Regions from separate parts of the Sus scrofa genome. Here region 2 is linked to region 1. A link is a contact called in public HiChIP or PLAC-seq data. All regions are on one chromosome and are shown on one strand. Each heading gives the region's core, a stretch centred on a gene start, on an enhancer-like site or on the middle of the called end of the contact. The rest is flanking DNA. Distances are from core to core; before and after follow the strand shown. Region 1 has its middle 9.3 kb from the start of LBR. Region 2 has its middle 19 kb from the start of SDE2.

Evidence for each region. HiChIP or PLAC-seq counts read pairs in DNA pulled down with a chosen protein or histone mark.
Region 2: an H3K27ac HiChIP or PLAC-seq map of alveolar macrophages shows a contact between it and region 1. The contact joins two enhancer-like sites. A contact is called at or near these places in 1 of 5 promoter capture datasets (liver) and 1 of 2 datasets of contacts at active chromatin or transcription factors (alveolar macrophages).

What each region holds. Positions count from the first base shown.
Region 1 is chr10:13,422,782-13,429,502 of Sscrofa11.1, reverse strand. No RefSeq gene overlaps it. Among named protein-coding and RNA genes, the nearest start is that of LBR, 9.3 kb to the right of the region's middle. Within about 2 kb of position 3,147, at least 42 of the 83 cell types and tissues checked have an H3K27ac peak or open chromatin away from gene starts, as enhancers often do. A contact at or near this core is called in alveolar macrophages, where this site is marked.
Region 2 is chr10:13,913,365-13,920,085 of Sscrofa11.1, reverse strand. No RefSeq gene overlaps it. Among named protein-coding and RNA genes, the nearest start is that of SDE2, 19 kb to the right of the region's middle. Within about 2 kb of position 4,140, at least 12 of the 83 cell types and tissues checked have an H3K27ac peak or open chromatin away from gene starts, as enhancers often do. A contact at or near this core is called in alveolar macrophages, where this site is marked.

The DNA.
Region 1 (6,721 bases), core at 1,898-4,397:
CCTACTGTGGGGCCAGAGGTCAAGGCCAGCCCGGAGGGCAGCTTTGGAGGGAGGGGAGGGGAGCTGCCTCACAACTCCTGGGAGACTGGGCTCCAGGAGAACAGGGATTAGGGTCCCATTGGAGCCGACTCAGCGGGGTAGTATGGAAATGTCACCCTTCCTGGTGACAGGGCAGGAGGGAGAGGAGAGAGGGCAGAGGGGAATACCAAGGACAACAGGAGCCTTTCCAAGTTCAGTTCTGGCCCCCTCCCTTTATGGGGCTGTTTTCTGGGGTGCCCTCCTCCCACTTGCTGGGTCTGACTTGGAGGGACCCCTCTGGGCCCCATTGTCCTCCCCCCGGGTGTGGCCAGGCTCTGGCCCAGGCGTGCACACTGCAGCGTGCCGGAGGCGTTGTGCTGAACAAGTGATCATCGGCGCAGTCTGCCAGCCACCCCTGAAGTCCTCTTGTCCCTCGTCCTGAAGTGGGTGTAACCTTTACTGCGGGCTCACGGCGCCAGGCCTTGGGTGAATTGTCCGTGCAGAGTCCCAGGGGTGCCAAGTGTGTCATTTTCTTTCTGGCAACCACATTTTGCATCATTAGAAGTGTCTTTGAAATGCAGTGTTTTAATTACACGGGCAAATGCTGCCCCAGGGAAGGGGCCTTTTCCCAGACACTTCAGGAACTCCTTGGCAAGCTGCCCTTCCTAGGGCAGCACTGCACGACAGTGCCTGTGACCCACCCAGGTGTGCTGTCTAAGCAGGAGCTGGGCCCAAAGAGGGGCCTCTAGGGAAGAGAAAGAAACCCTGATGCAGAGAGCCCCTGCTCCCCAGCTCCCCAACACCCAGAGGCCCCCACTCCCACCTACCCCCAGGTCCCTTGGGTTATAACCCAAAGATTGGGAACCCAAAGGGTTTCTGCAGGCACAGCCCCTCCCCCATATCAAAATATTCCCTCTGCTCCGTGCAAAACTGCACCGTCTTCCTGGAGCTTCAGGGCTGGTGTGTGTTTATATCTGCCAGCTGAGCCGGCAATGGCTTTCCCATGTGTCTCAGGCCTGGCCCCCTACACAGCTTTCTCTTTGTTCTCAGAAACCAAACAGAGCCAGGCATGCCAAAGCCAGGAGGGAGTTTCCGGGAAACATCTGGGCTGGCTGGGCAGAGGTGGCCATGTCCCTGGCTCCCTGGAGGCCTCTGTGTGGCCCTCAGAGGCCAGCCAGCCCCCAGCCCCTGAGACCTCCACCTCCTGGGTTTTCCTGGGCTAACTCCCTGTCCTGGGAGCCGGGTATTTATATTAAAATCCAAAATTATATTTGAAATGGTAATTAAGATCAAAGTGACTCTGCTATGCACCCTGGGGACACCACAGTCTGGACAGGTGACACAGCCTCTGTCTCCTTCAAGGGCACCAGCTTGTGGAGGGCTTCTCACAGGGACCATCAGCATCACAGTTTACCTTTGGGGTGCACTTGGAAATTAAAGGTGTCTAATCTTTAAGAATGATAAAAAACTTGGGAAGAACTCTCTTGACAGATGACACTCAGACATTTCCTCAGATAAGCGTGGTAGAGCCACTCCCAGTCTTGCTTTTCCAATCTTATTTAACTGCTGAGCCAGGTGTGGCAGATGGCCGAGAGCTGCTGGGAGGCAGGTTTCTCTCCCTTTTGATGCTCCCCAAAACTGTGGGAGCCAGTGAGGTTCACCCTGCCTGTATCCTTGGGATGCCTTTGATGTGCCTGTCAGGGAGTATGTCTTCTTGTGGCTCCATCAGGATGTCCTGTTTTATTAAATTGCATATTCCCTTTTTTTTTTTTTTTTTTTGTGTGTGTGGCTGTTTAGGGCTACACCCACAGCATATGGAAGTTCCCCAGGCTAGGGGCTGAATTGGAGCTACAGCTGCCAGCTACACACCAAGATCCTTAACCCACTGAGTGAGGCCAGGGATCAAACCCGATTCCTCCTGGATACTAGTTGGCTTCGTAACCTGCTGAGGCACAACGGCAACTTCCTATCCTTAACTGGCATATCCTCACTGAAACTCTGTGGTCTCTTCTCAAGGAATTTTCCAGTAAAAAAAAGTTTTCCTGGCCAGCTTGTAAGCAGTACTAGCATTTGGGTCAGCACTAATCCATGTGGCAGTTCACCACCTGTGAGACCACCTGGAAGATTTTCAAGATCAGGCAGATTCACAGGCTTAAACAGGCAGGTTGGCTCGACCCAATGAAATGCCCTGAGACCCCAGTGGTGGGAGGGAGAGGGCACCCATGTCTCCTCCACCTCCCATCACCACACATGCACTTGTTACTCAAGTCAAACCACAGGGAGGGCTGTTCATTTTTAAAGAATATCAAACTTTAAAAAAAAATCAAATTGCATTCTTGTAAACACCCTTCTGACCATCCCATTCTGATGACAGAGCTACATTTTGGGGACTTGTTCCAAAGGGTTATGGTTTTATCCGCTTCCAAGACCTGGGAGCTTCTCGGGAGGACAAAGGCTGGCTCCCCTCCTAAGACTCCCACAGTAAAGGCTCCACTTCATTGCCAACTTTGACAAATCAGCCTCCTCTAAGATAATCTTCCGGGTTTTCATGTTGCAACACACACTAAACCGCAGAGGTTATGACTTCTCTGTGTTTCTTCTTTTGTGAACCACCAGGCAGGGTGGCAAGCCCTGCCCACTTCCTGTTCACGTGTTGGATCGCAACGACCTTTTACTCCAGGAAGTGAAGTCCAAAGCAAACCCTGAACAATAGCCAGGCCTCTCCCTGAGGTGGACGGTCCAGCCTGGTTACCGATTCAGAATCGCCTTATCTTCAGAACAAGCTGCAATCACTTATGTAACAAATCCCAGCCACTCTTTCCAAACTCCAGACCTTAAGAGTGAAATATGGATTAATTCTACACTTAAGCATAAAGATATTGATCTTCTATCTCTTCCATTTTTTTTTTTTTCCCTCCTTGGTGTAGCCAAGATTCCCAGGGAAGCTGAAGGACAAAAAGCTTCTGAGAGAAGCAGATGCAGAGTTTGGAGGCTGAGTTTTTGTGAGGTCATGTAGCCCAGTAGAGGGATGTTTTATTTGTTTTTACAAAGAGTTCAGCCTAAAAAGACAGTTGAGCCAAACAGCAGGCAACCAGTTGGGTGTGTTCAGCACACTGCACAGCCCTGGTTGCCAGCCCAGGGGACTATACTGAGACCACAGGACAAGTCCTAGCTCTTCTGCTGCCTACGGTTTGAGAGCCAACACCCACAACAAGCCGCCACCCTCACTGGGTGTATAATTACTGGTTCTGAGAGGCGGAGTAGACACTTCCCAACAGAGATGTCTTGTGTCCAGTTCCACTCTTTGGGAACCAGCTGGGACTTCAGCCGCTCTTAGCTGGCCTCTCTTAGCCCCTAAAGTCGCCGTGGGCTCTGAGTTAGATGCCCTTGGTCTCTCTTTCCAGCTCTGCCACTTACTTTCTGGGTCAACCTGGCAAGTCCATCAGCTGTTTTTCTGGTGTCTTCAGTTGCAAAATGGATATAATATTCCCACCTCCCAGGACTGTTGGGAGAGTTAATAGAGCGGATTGCACATAAGATGCTGCCACGTAGTAGAGTTTTGTTCGTTTGCTTATTTGTTTGTTTGTTTAAAGAGCTGCACCTGTGGCATGTGGCATGCCGCATTCAGTCCTGGGCCAGGGATTGAATCTGAGCTGCGTCTGTGACCTATGCTGCAGCTGCGGCAATGCTGGATCCTTTGAACTCACTGCGCAGGGTTGGGGATTGAGCTTGTATCTCTGTGGCGACCCAAGCCACTGAAGTTAGATTCTTAACCCACTGTGCCCCAGCGGGAACTCCCTCATAGTGGAGTTGCAATAACTGTTAGGTAGACCATGCATCTTTGTTTTCCCCGGTGTTGCTGGTCTGCTGCCTTACTGTGCGCAGGACAGAGGGTGGGTGCAAGCCCTGGCCTGACTCTTAACATTTCCTTATATTGCTCTCCCCTCCAGTGTATCTTTTATGCCATACAATCCCCACTCCCAGAGCTGAGCACTTCTGTGGGGTGACCCTGCACTCAGCCAGCCATTTGTCACCTCCCTCCCCAGGGGAGGGCACAGCACGCTGCAGGGGCAGTGCCATGGGCAGTGACTTGGCAGACCCTGAGGGTCACCAGGCTCTCTGAGTCAGTATCCATGTCGTCATAGCAACCGTGTCACTCTGCCAAGGAGGTACCTTTCTTTCCTTGTTCTTAGTTTTTCTCATCCCTTTTTGTTTCCCTGTGTGTGTGTATGTGTGATTTTTTTTTTTTTTTGTCACACCCATGGCATGTGGAAATTCCTGGCCAGGGAGCGAACCCATATGCAGTTGTAATCTGTACCACAGCTGTGGCAATGCCAGATCCTTAACCCACTGTGCCATGTGGGAACCTCCATACATTTTTTAATTAAAAAAGTTTTTTTTGACTGTGCCTGCCATATGCAGAAGTTCCCCAGGCAAAGAATAAACTTGAGCCACAGCAGTAACTATACCAGGTCCTTCACCCATTGAGCCACCAGGGAACTCTCCTATGTGTGTGTGTTTTAAAAATCCATCCAGGGGAGTTCCCCTCTGGCTCACTGGTTAATTAATCTGACTAGGAACCATGAGGTTGCAGGTTCGATCCCTGGCCTTGCTCAGTGGGTTAAGGATCCGGCATTGCCGTGAGCTGTGGTGTGGGTTGCAGATGTGGCTCGGATCCCCCGTTGCTGTGGCTCTGGTTTAGGCCAGCAGCTACAGCTCCAATTCGACCCCTAGCCTGGGAACCTCCATATGCCGTGGGAGCGGCCCAAGAAATCGCAAAAAGACAAAAAAATAAATTAATTAAAATTTAAAAATAAAATAAAATAAAAATCCATCCAGAGAGTTCCCATCATGGTATAGCAAAAACGAATCTGACTAGGATCCATGAGGAAGCAGGTTCGATCCCTGGCCTCGCTCAGTGTGTTAAGGATCTGGTGTTGCCGTGAGCTATGGTGTTTGTTTGCAGATGTGGCTCAGATCTGTTGTGGCTATGGCTGTGGTGTAGGCTGACAGCTACAGCTTTGATTTGACCCCTAGCCTGGGAAACTCCATGTGCCACAGGTGTGGCCCTAAAAAGCAAAAAAAATAAAGAAAAAATAAAAATCCATCTAACAAATCTTTACAGGCCTATACCGTGGCAAGGACACAAAGACCATTGAGATGAAGAAACAGTGCCTGTCCTCAGTTTGGAATGAGTGACCAACACCCACATCACGCCAACTGATGTGTGGTGACAGCAGTTATGGGGGGACATGCAGCCTGAAGTCTCGGGTAGCCAAGACGTGTCCTGGTGCTGGCCGCACTGGGCAGGGCCTCCCTGCAGTGCTCCTGAAAACAGAGCCTCCAAGCCCCGTCCTGCTAGAGTGATTCTCATAGGAATCAAGCCTTTTTTTTTTTTTTTTTTTTTTTTTTTGTTCTTCCTATTTAGAAACTTGAAACAGAACAAAGGGGGTCAGATACTGTCTCATTCTCTCTGAACTCCTGAGGTGCGTAACAAACAGCAAACTTTTCAGCCCCTTTGCTTTCGGTTTCATCTGTTCACCGTGATAAGGTTCCAGCCGGGCTCTGATCAGTGTCCCATCTGCCCGTGCCAGGAGCCACATAGACGATCCAGATGGCTGCCTAGGAAGGAAGCTGGCAGTTCATCAACTTTAGCTTTTTTTTTTTTTTTTTAGGGCTGCACCTGCATCATACGGAGGCTCCCAGGCTAGGGGTCGAATCAGAGAGATAGCCACTGGCCTACACCAGAGCCACAGCAACATGGGATCTGAGCCGTGTCTGTGACCCACACCACAGCTCACGACAACGCCAGATGCTTCACCCACTGAGCAAGGCCAGGGATCAAACACGTGTCCTTACGGATACTAGTCGGGCTCTCCACTCGCTGAGCCATGGCAGGATCTTCTCTAGCTACTTTTGAAACATCCTCTGCCCCATCACCTCGGTTTGTGGATTATGCATTGCTCTCTCTTCTCGGAAGAAATAGCAGCAGAATCATCCTCTGCAGGAGCTGGCTGGGGCAGAGCCAGCAGAGGGAGCTCAGGGACATCATTAATTATTAATTAAGTGTATTTAGAATGTCTAATGTTTGGCACGTCGGCAAAAGGAGCAAACACTTAAAAATGATCCATGGGAATTCCTGTCCTAGCTCAGCGCTAATGAACCTGTCTAGGATCCATGAGGACACGTTCGATCTCCTGCCTCACTCAGTGGGTTCAGGATCCAGCGTTGCTGTGGCTGTGGTGTAGGCCGGCAGCTGCAGCTCCAATTCGACCCTTACTAGTCTATTCGATCCTAGCCTGGGAACTTCAGTTATAAAACCCTCCTGAGCCCATGGCCACACAGAGCAAGTTCATGTCAACGTGAGCATCAGTGGCAGTGCGGTTTTCAGGTGTCCCAAGATGGAGTGCCAGGTCCCACGCCCCCTCCCTGGCTGGGGCAAGTGCTTTCTTCCTGGAGACTCAGATCAGTCCTCCGTGGACACCAACCTGGCGGGAAGCTCTCAAAGGCCCTAGTGCGAACACAGTGAGTTTTCCTTGCAAAATGTACTTAAAGGCAGAAGCTCTGGTGTGTGTGGGGTGGGCCAAGAGTGGTGCTCAAGGAATTTCAGAATTTCTTCAAAGTCCCTGGCAGTTTAGAATCACATTATTATGCAGCATTACAAATATTTGGGGAGAGGGATTTCAAAAAAATTTTTTATTAT
Region 2 (6,721 bases), core at 2,891-5,390, 490 kb before region 1:
AAAAAGAATAAATTATAGGGCTCAAAGTCAGAGGAAACACCCTGGAAGAAACTTTGAACTCACCTAAGAAAAAGTTGAGTGGAATTCATTTGTTTCTTTTTGCTTCTACCTATTCTATAAATGTTTTAGAATGACTATGTCTCATTTTTGTAATAATATAAAAAAAGCACTGCATTTTTTTTTTCAAGTAAAAAAATTGCTGGAGTTCCCTGGTTGCTCAGCAACTTAAGGATCGAGCATTGTCACTGCCTGGCTCAGGTTGCTGCTGTGGTGTGGGTTTGATCCCTGGCCCAGAATTTCTGCATGCTGTGGGTGCAGAAAAAAAATAGAATTTTACTGATCAGTAGACATGGAGTAAAAGGAAAGCAGGGGAGCTAAAGCTCCCTGACAGAGATTGGGGGCTTATGGGATAAGGGAATGTCTTTGTTCTCTATGTTGGGTAACAAATGCCCACAAACTAAAAGTGGCTTAAAATAACTCCCATTTCTTTCTTTCTTTTTTTTTTTTTAGGGCCGCACCTGTGGCATATGGAGATGCCCAGGCTAGGAGCTGAAGCTGCAGCTGCCGGCCTACACCACATCTCATGGCAACACTGGATCCTTAACCCACCAAGTGAGGCTGCAACCTCATGGTTCCTAGTCAGATTTATTTCCACTGCGCCACAATGGGAACTCCAAAATAACTTCCATTTCTTACACCTGAGTGGATTAGGAGTCTGGGTGGACATGGTTTAGGCTTAGATTTAACCCTCTGTAAAGCTGTCATCATGCTCTAAGCCAGACCTCGGTTCCATTGGAGGATTAACTGACAATCTTCCTTTCTTTCTTCCTTTCTTTCTTTCTTCCTTCCTTCCTCCCTCCCTCCCTCCCTCTTTCTTTCTTTCTTTCTTCCTTTCTTTCTTCCTTTCTTTCTTCCTTCCTTCCTTCCTCCTCCCTCCCTCTTTCTTTCTTTCTTTCTTTCTTTCTTTCCTTCCTTCCTTCCTTCCTCCCTCCATTTCTTTCTTTTTTTTTTTTGTCTTTTTAGGGCCACACCTGCAGCATATGGAAGTTCCCAGGCTAGAGGTTGAATTGGAGCTACAGCTGCTGGCCTACACCACAGCCACAGCAACACCAGATCTGAGCTGCATCTATGATCTACACCACAACTCATGGCAATGCCAGATCCTTAACCACTGAGCAGGGCCAAGGATTGAACCTGCATCCTCATGGGTACTAGGGGAAACTCATGGATGGTTCATTACCTCTGAGCCACAGTGGGAACTCCCTGGCCAGATTGCTGACTTCTTGCTAAATTCTCACTTGGTGGGAAGGGTAAACTGACCTCCCAGGGTTTCTTTTATAAGAAAACTAATCCCATTCATGAGGGTCTGTCTTCCTGACCTAATCACTCCCCAAAGGCCCCACCTCTTAATACCATCACTGGGGGGCATTGGGTGTGAACACATGAATTTGCGGGGAGGGACACAAACATTCAAACTGTGGCAGAATCCAATAAAAGGTCGTTTGTATTGCAGCCTGAACTCAGCAAGGACTGGGAATTAGAGAAGGAACTTAGCCCAGCCCTGGGAATGGAATGGCAGAAACTGAAAAATCAGACACGATCCTCAACAAGTTAGAACAAAAGTAACTAAGCTGGGAATGATTATGTTTATCATCTAAAGATGTTGTTCTCATGGAGTTCCCATTATGGCACAGCGGAAACGAATCTGACTAGGAACCATGAGGTTGTGGTGCCATCCCTGGCCTCGCTCAGTGGGTTAAGGATCTGGTGTTGCCATGAGGTGTGTTGTCAGTTGCAGACTCGGCTTGGACCTGGTGTTGCTGTGGCTATGGTGTAGGCCAGCAGCTGTAGCTCTGATTGGACCCCTAGCCTGGGAACCTCCATATGCTGTGAGTACAGCCCTAAAAAGCAAAAAAAAAAATTAAAGACACGCTGTTCTCAGATTCGTCACGGGGTCATACAGCAGGGTTTTGCCCCTAAACTGCTGGCCCCAAGTGCCACAATTTGGACACGTGGAGGAAGGGCACGAAAGAGGCAGCCAGGTAATTTTGATAATTACCAAAGTAGTAGAAATATCCAGTAGTTTTGGGTTGAGCCGGCATCTGTTGCCACTTTCTTGTTAATTTTACCCTGATTTGCCTTGAATGCCTTAAAGTCTTAAAATCACTAAGTCCCATTCCAAATCTATGACTCTACTTGCTGCATTCTTCCTTCTTGCAGTGTTCCGTAGCTCAAACTGGCACCACCCACCAAGTTGTGGGGGCTAAACACGCAGGCCTTGAAGGTTTCCTCTTCCCACAAGCCATCACCCAAGCCTGGGGTTCTACCTTCTCAATTTTTTTGTTTGTTTGTCTTTTTTAGGGCAGAGTAGGGGTCAAATCAGAGCTGAAGCTGCTGGCCTATGTCACAGCCACAGCAACACCAGATCCAAGCCAAATCTGCAACCTATGTGGCAGCTCGAGGCAATGCTGGATCCTTTAACCCACTGAGCCATGCCAGGGGTCAAACCCTCATCCTCATGATACTACTCAGGTTCTTAACCTGCTGAGCTGCAACCAGAACTCTTTTTTTTTTTTTTTTTTTTTTTTTTTGCCACAAGGCAAAAGGAAGTACCTTGGGCAGGGTTTGAACGTGCTCAGCAGTAACCTGTCACAGCAGTAACAATGCCAAATCCTTAATCCATTGAGCCATCAGGGAACTCCAACCTTCTCAATTTCTTTCTTTTTCTTTTCTTTTTGTCTTTTTAGGGCCTCACCTGAGGCATATGGAGGTTCCCAGGCTAGCGGTCTAATCAGAGCAACAGCTGCCGGCCTATGCCTATGGCCTCAGCTACGCCAGATCCTTAACCCACTGAGTAAGGCCAGAGATCAAACCCAGGGTCCTCATGGATCCTAGTCAGTTTTGTTAACCGATGAGCCACAAAGGGAGCTCCAACCTTCTCAATTTCTATGGAGTCCATCCATTTCTCTCTGTACCCAGCACTCGCACAGCCCCAGATCAGTCCTTGCCATCTCTGGACTCCCAATCTCTGTCTTCCCTAGCAGGGAATCCCTCTGGGCCACAGCCTCTGCCCCCTTCTTAGGACCCCACTCCTTGCACTCCAGTCCAAGCTGCACACACTCTCACAGCCCCATATCCCTTAATGTTTTAGCAGTTATTCGAAGTCATAACATAAAATATTTATGAGTATATTATATTATGACAAAATGAAACATAAAGAAACACAGGGACCAGCCATAAGAAGCCCCTGAGTAGTCATGACCCAGAATTGACAATGGCAACATGTTAACTTTCTGTCATACTTATTTCAAATGTTTTCCTTCCCCTTTAAAGTAAATCAAATATAAAACAGATGTGGGAGTTCCCATCGTGGCTCAGTTGTTAACAAATCCGACTAGGAACCATGAGGTTGAGGGTTCGATCCCTGGCCTCGCTCAGTGGGTTAAGGATCTGGCGTTGCCGTGAGCTGTGGTGTAGGTCGCAGACGCGGCTCGGATCCCGTGTTGCTGTGGCTCTGGTGTAGGCCGGTGGCTACAGCTCCGATTCAACCCCTAGCCTGGGAACCTCCATATGCTGCAGGTGCGGCCCTAGAAAAAGGCAAAAAAAAAAAAAAAAACAGATGTGGTTAAAATCCTTTTGAACTTGTCCCCTCCCCCTCACTCTGGTTCTCTTTCCCTTGTCAGAGGAACTACTATCAAGAATTTCAGGGGGTTCCCATTGTGGCTCAGCAGGTTAAGAATCCAACTAGAATCCATGAAGATGTGGGTTCGATTCCTAGCCTTGCTCAGTGGGTTAAGGATCTGGCGTTGCCACAAGCTGCGCTGTAGGTCACAGACTTGGCTGGGATCTGGTGTTGTTGTGGCTGTGGTTTAGGCTGGAAATTTGACCCCCTAGCCTGGGAATTTCCATATGCCTTGGGTGTGGCCCTAAAGAGCAAAAAAAAAGAACCCACTAATACCCCAGTGGGATGGACAATGGCATTTGTTTATCTAGAAAACATATACTTTGGGGGAGGGGGGAGGGGTGGAGAATGATGAAGTGGAAAGAACGTGACCTTTGGAGTCAGACGGCCCTGGTTCCCCTCCTGGTACTGTCTCTTCCTGGCTGTGTGTTGCTTAAGCTTTAGTTTCCGCCTCCACAGCACGAGGAGAAAAATCCCATTTTACAAGCAGTAGAGAGAATTCGGCGACAAGCGTGGAGTTTTGGGACATGATTGGATCCCCTTGAACTGAATTTGGAGAAAGTGAAAGTTCTGACTCTGGGTTGTGCCTGGGAAAGGCAACAGATGAGATGCAGATCAGGTTAAGGCGACCACACCAGTCCATGCGGTCAACTGGCCTCCAGCTGGCAGGGGCCTGCCACAGAGGGAACCGGCTTGTTTGGATCCTGTGAAGTAACCAGTGATGGTTGGGTGTTGGGAGTGGCCTCCTGTTTTGTTTGTTTGTTTGTTTTTGCTTTTTAGGGCCACACCCACAGCATCTGGAAGTTCCCAGGGTGGGGTCGAATCAGAGCTGCAGTCACGGGCCTACACCACAGCCACAGCAACACTGGAGTCTCATCAGAGCTGTAGCCTTGGCCTAGGCCAGATCCATAGCAACATGGGATCCAAGCCAAGTTTGCGACCTACAGCACAGCTTACGGCAATGTTGGATCCTTAACCCACTGAAGCAAGGCCAGGGATCGAACCCACAACCTCATGGATACTAGCTGGGTTTGTTCCCACTGAGCCAGGACGGGAACTAGGAATGGCCTCCTTTGGTTCTTCAGTGTATCACCTTGCGTGTCTCCAACCCCAGACTCACAGGGTGTTGTTCATGTTTGGAAAGAGAGCAGTTTTCATTTTCAGAGCAACATGAATGCCATGACCTCTGCATGACTATACAGCTCCAAGGCTCCTAAGGTGGCCTGTTACACCCTGTCCTGAGTAAAAAAAGCCTTAGGATACTGTTATCAGATGTATCAGGGAGCTGTTTCCCCAAATTCACTACCTTGGCAAATCAGAATCTCTTCTTGCTTTGCAGCTGAAAGAGCCATTCTGTCTGCTGGCCTCCAGAGCCTGTCCTGGGTCTATGATTTGGCCTTTCATCTTAGGAAGGTCTTAGTGGATAGACCAGCTGGGTTCTGTAATTCCACCTCCTGCTCCACCTTCTCCCGCGTGTAACTTCAGGCTGGAGAAATACGGCCAAAGGAAGCATACATTATTCAGGGAATGTGAGCTGGTTGGTTTCACGCCCACAGTGGGTACTGAGCACTTGCTAAAGGAGTGTGTTGTAGATGATGTGAGGGGCATCTTGTGTCCAGCAATGTGAAGCTGAAAAGATGCCCAAAGACATTGATGAGTCTCCTTCTTGGAACACACAAAGAAAAATTTGCGGGGGACAGAATTCAAGGCGATAACTTCCCTGCCTAGTCTTTAAGTCCTTTCAAGCTGGTTTCACCAGATTTTCAATAAGTCACCTAGTTGTGGGTGGGGCATTGTCTTCTGAGAACTACTCCCAGGTACCTGAAATACCATTTGGGAATGAGCAAGACCTGTTTCCAAGGCCAAGGGCTTCTCTGAGGCCCTACAATTACACTGCACTACGTGCTGATCACACATGGATTTTTGGTTTGGCTTGTCAACCTTAACAGGTGGTTTGTTTTATGAAATCATAAAATATATGATATTTATCTCTCCTTTTTTGGTTATAACACAATTGCCCTGGAGCTAAGGTGGCAGGTATCAGAAGTACTTTACATTTAGTCCATGTCTTGTAGTGTGTGCTCATTCTCAGATTCGGGCTTTGGCACAGATGCTAAACACACAGATGCCAATTAGGAAACTAAAATCCAGTCATTACTCAGAGATTAAATATTTCAACACAGTGTCTCAAACTATAATTAAAGGCTGTGAGCTTCATTATTGGGAGAACAAAAACTCAGAGAGGCAGACAACTATTTTTGGAATTGTTCTTATCTTCGATACAATCTACTCTACTTTACATTTTATTAACTTGTTTACAGTATTTCCATCCTTACAAATCAATCTAAATAAAATGCCATAAAATGACACATTTGTGAAATGGCCGAGGGAGAAGCAGGGAGGAAGCAGGCGGAAAAGAGGTGATGAGAATGCGACAGAAGGCTAGACTTTTTCTCCCCCAAAAAGGGTTAAGAAAGAAAATGAAATAATTAAAATCCGTAGACTGCATTGATTTTTTTTTTCTTTTTAGGGCCGCACCTGTGGCACATGAAAGTTCCCAGGCTAGGAATTGAATCAGAGCTGCAGGTGCCAGCCAACACCATAGCCACAGCAATAACAGATGGGGGCTGTGTCTTCCACCTACACCACAGCTCACAACACTGGATCCTTTACCCACTGAGCAAGGCCAGGGATGGAACCTGCATCCTCATGGATACTAGTCAGATTGTTTCGGCTGAGCCACGATGGGAACTCCAACACTTTACACTTCTGACTACACAGAATGTGGGGCAGATAGATGTGCGGCAGGAAGCTTTATTTAAACCAAGATTCATCTTGGTTAATTACATTTTCTGACAACTAGTGTGATGTCACAGCATCCAAATGGACTCATTTCACAGGTAAAATGCTTCAATCCACAGATAATGAGGAACTCTCCTCAAACACAAACATCTATATCTAAAAGAAATATTCATTTTTAGGGAAAATTTACAAAGAAAATGTCTAAGTATTTTCCCTCTTAGTCAGTATCCCTCTCAG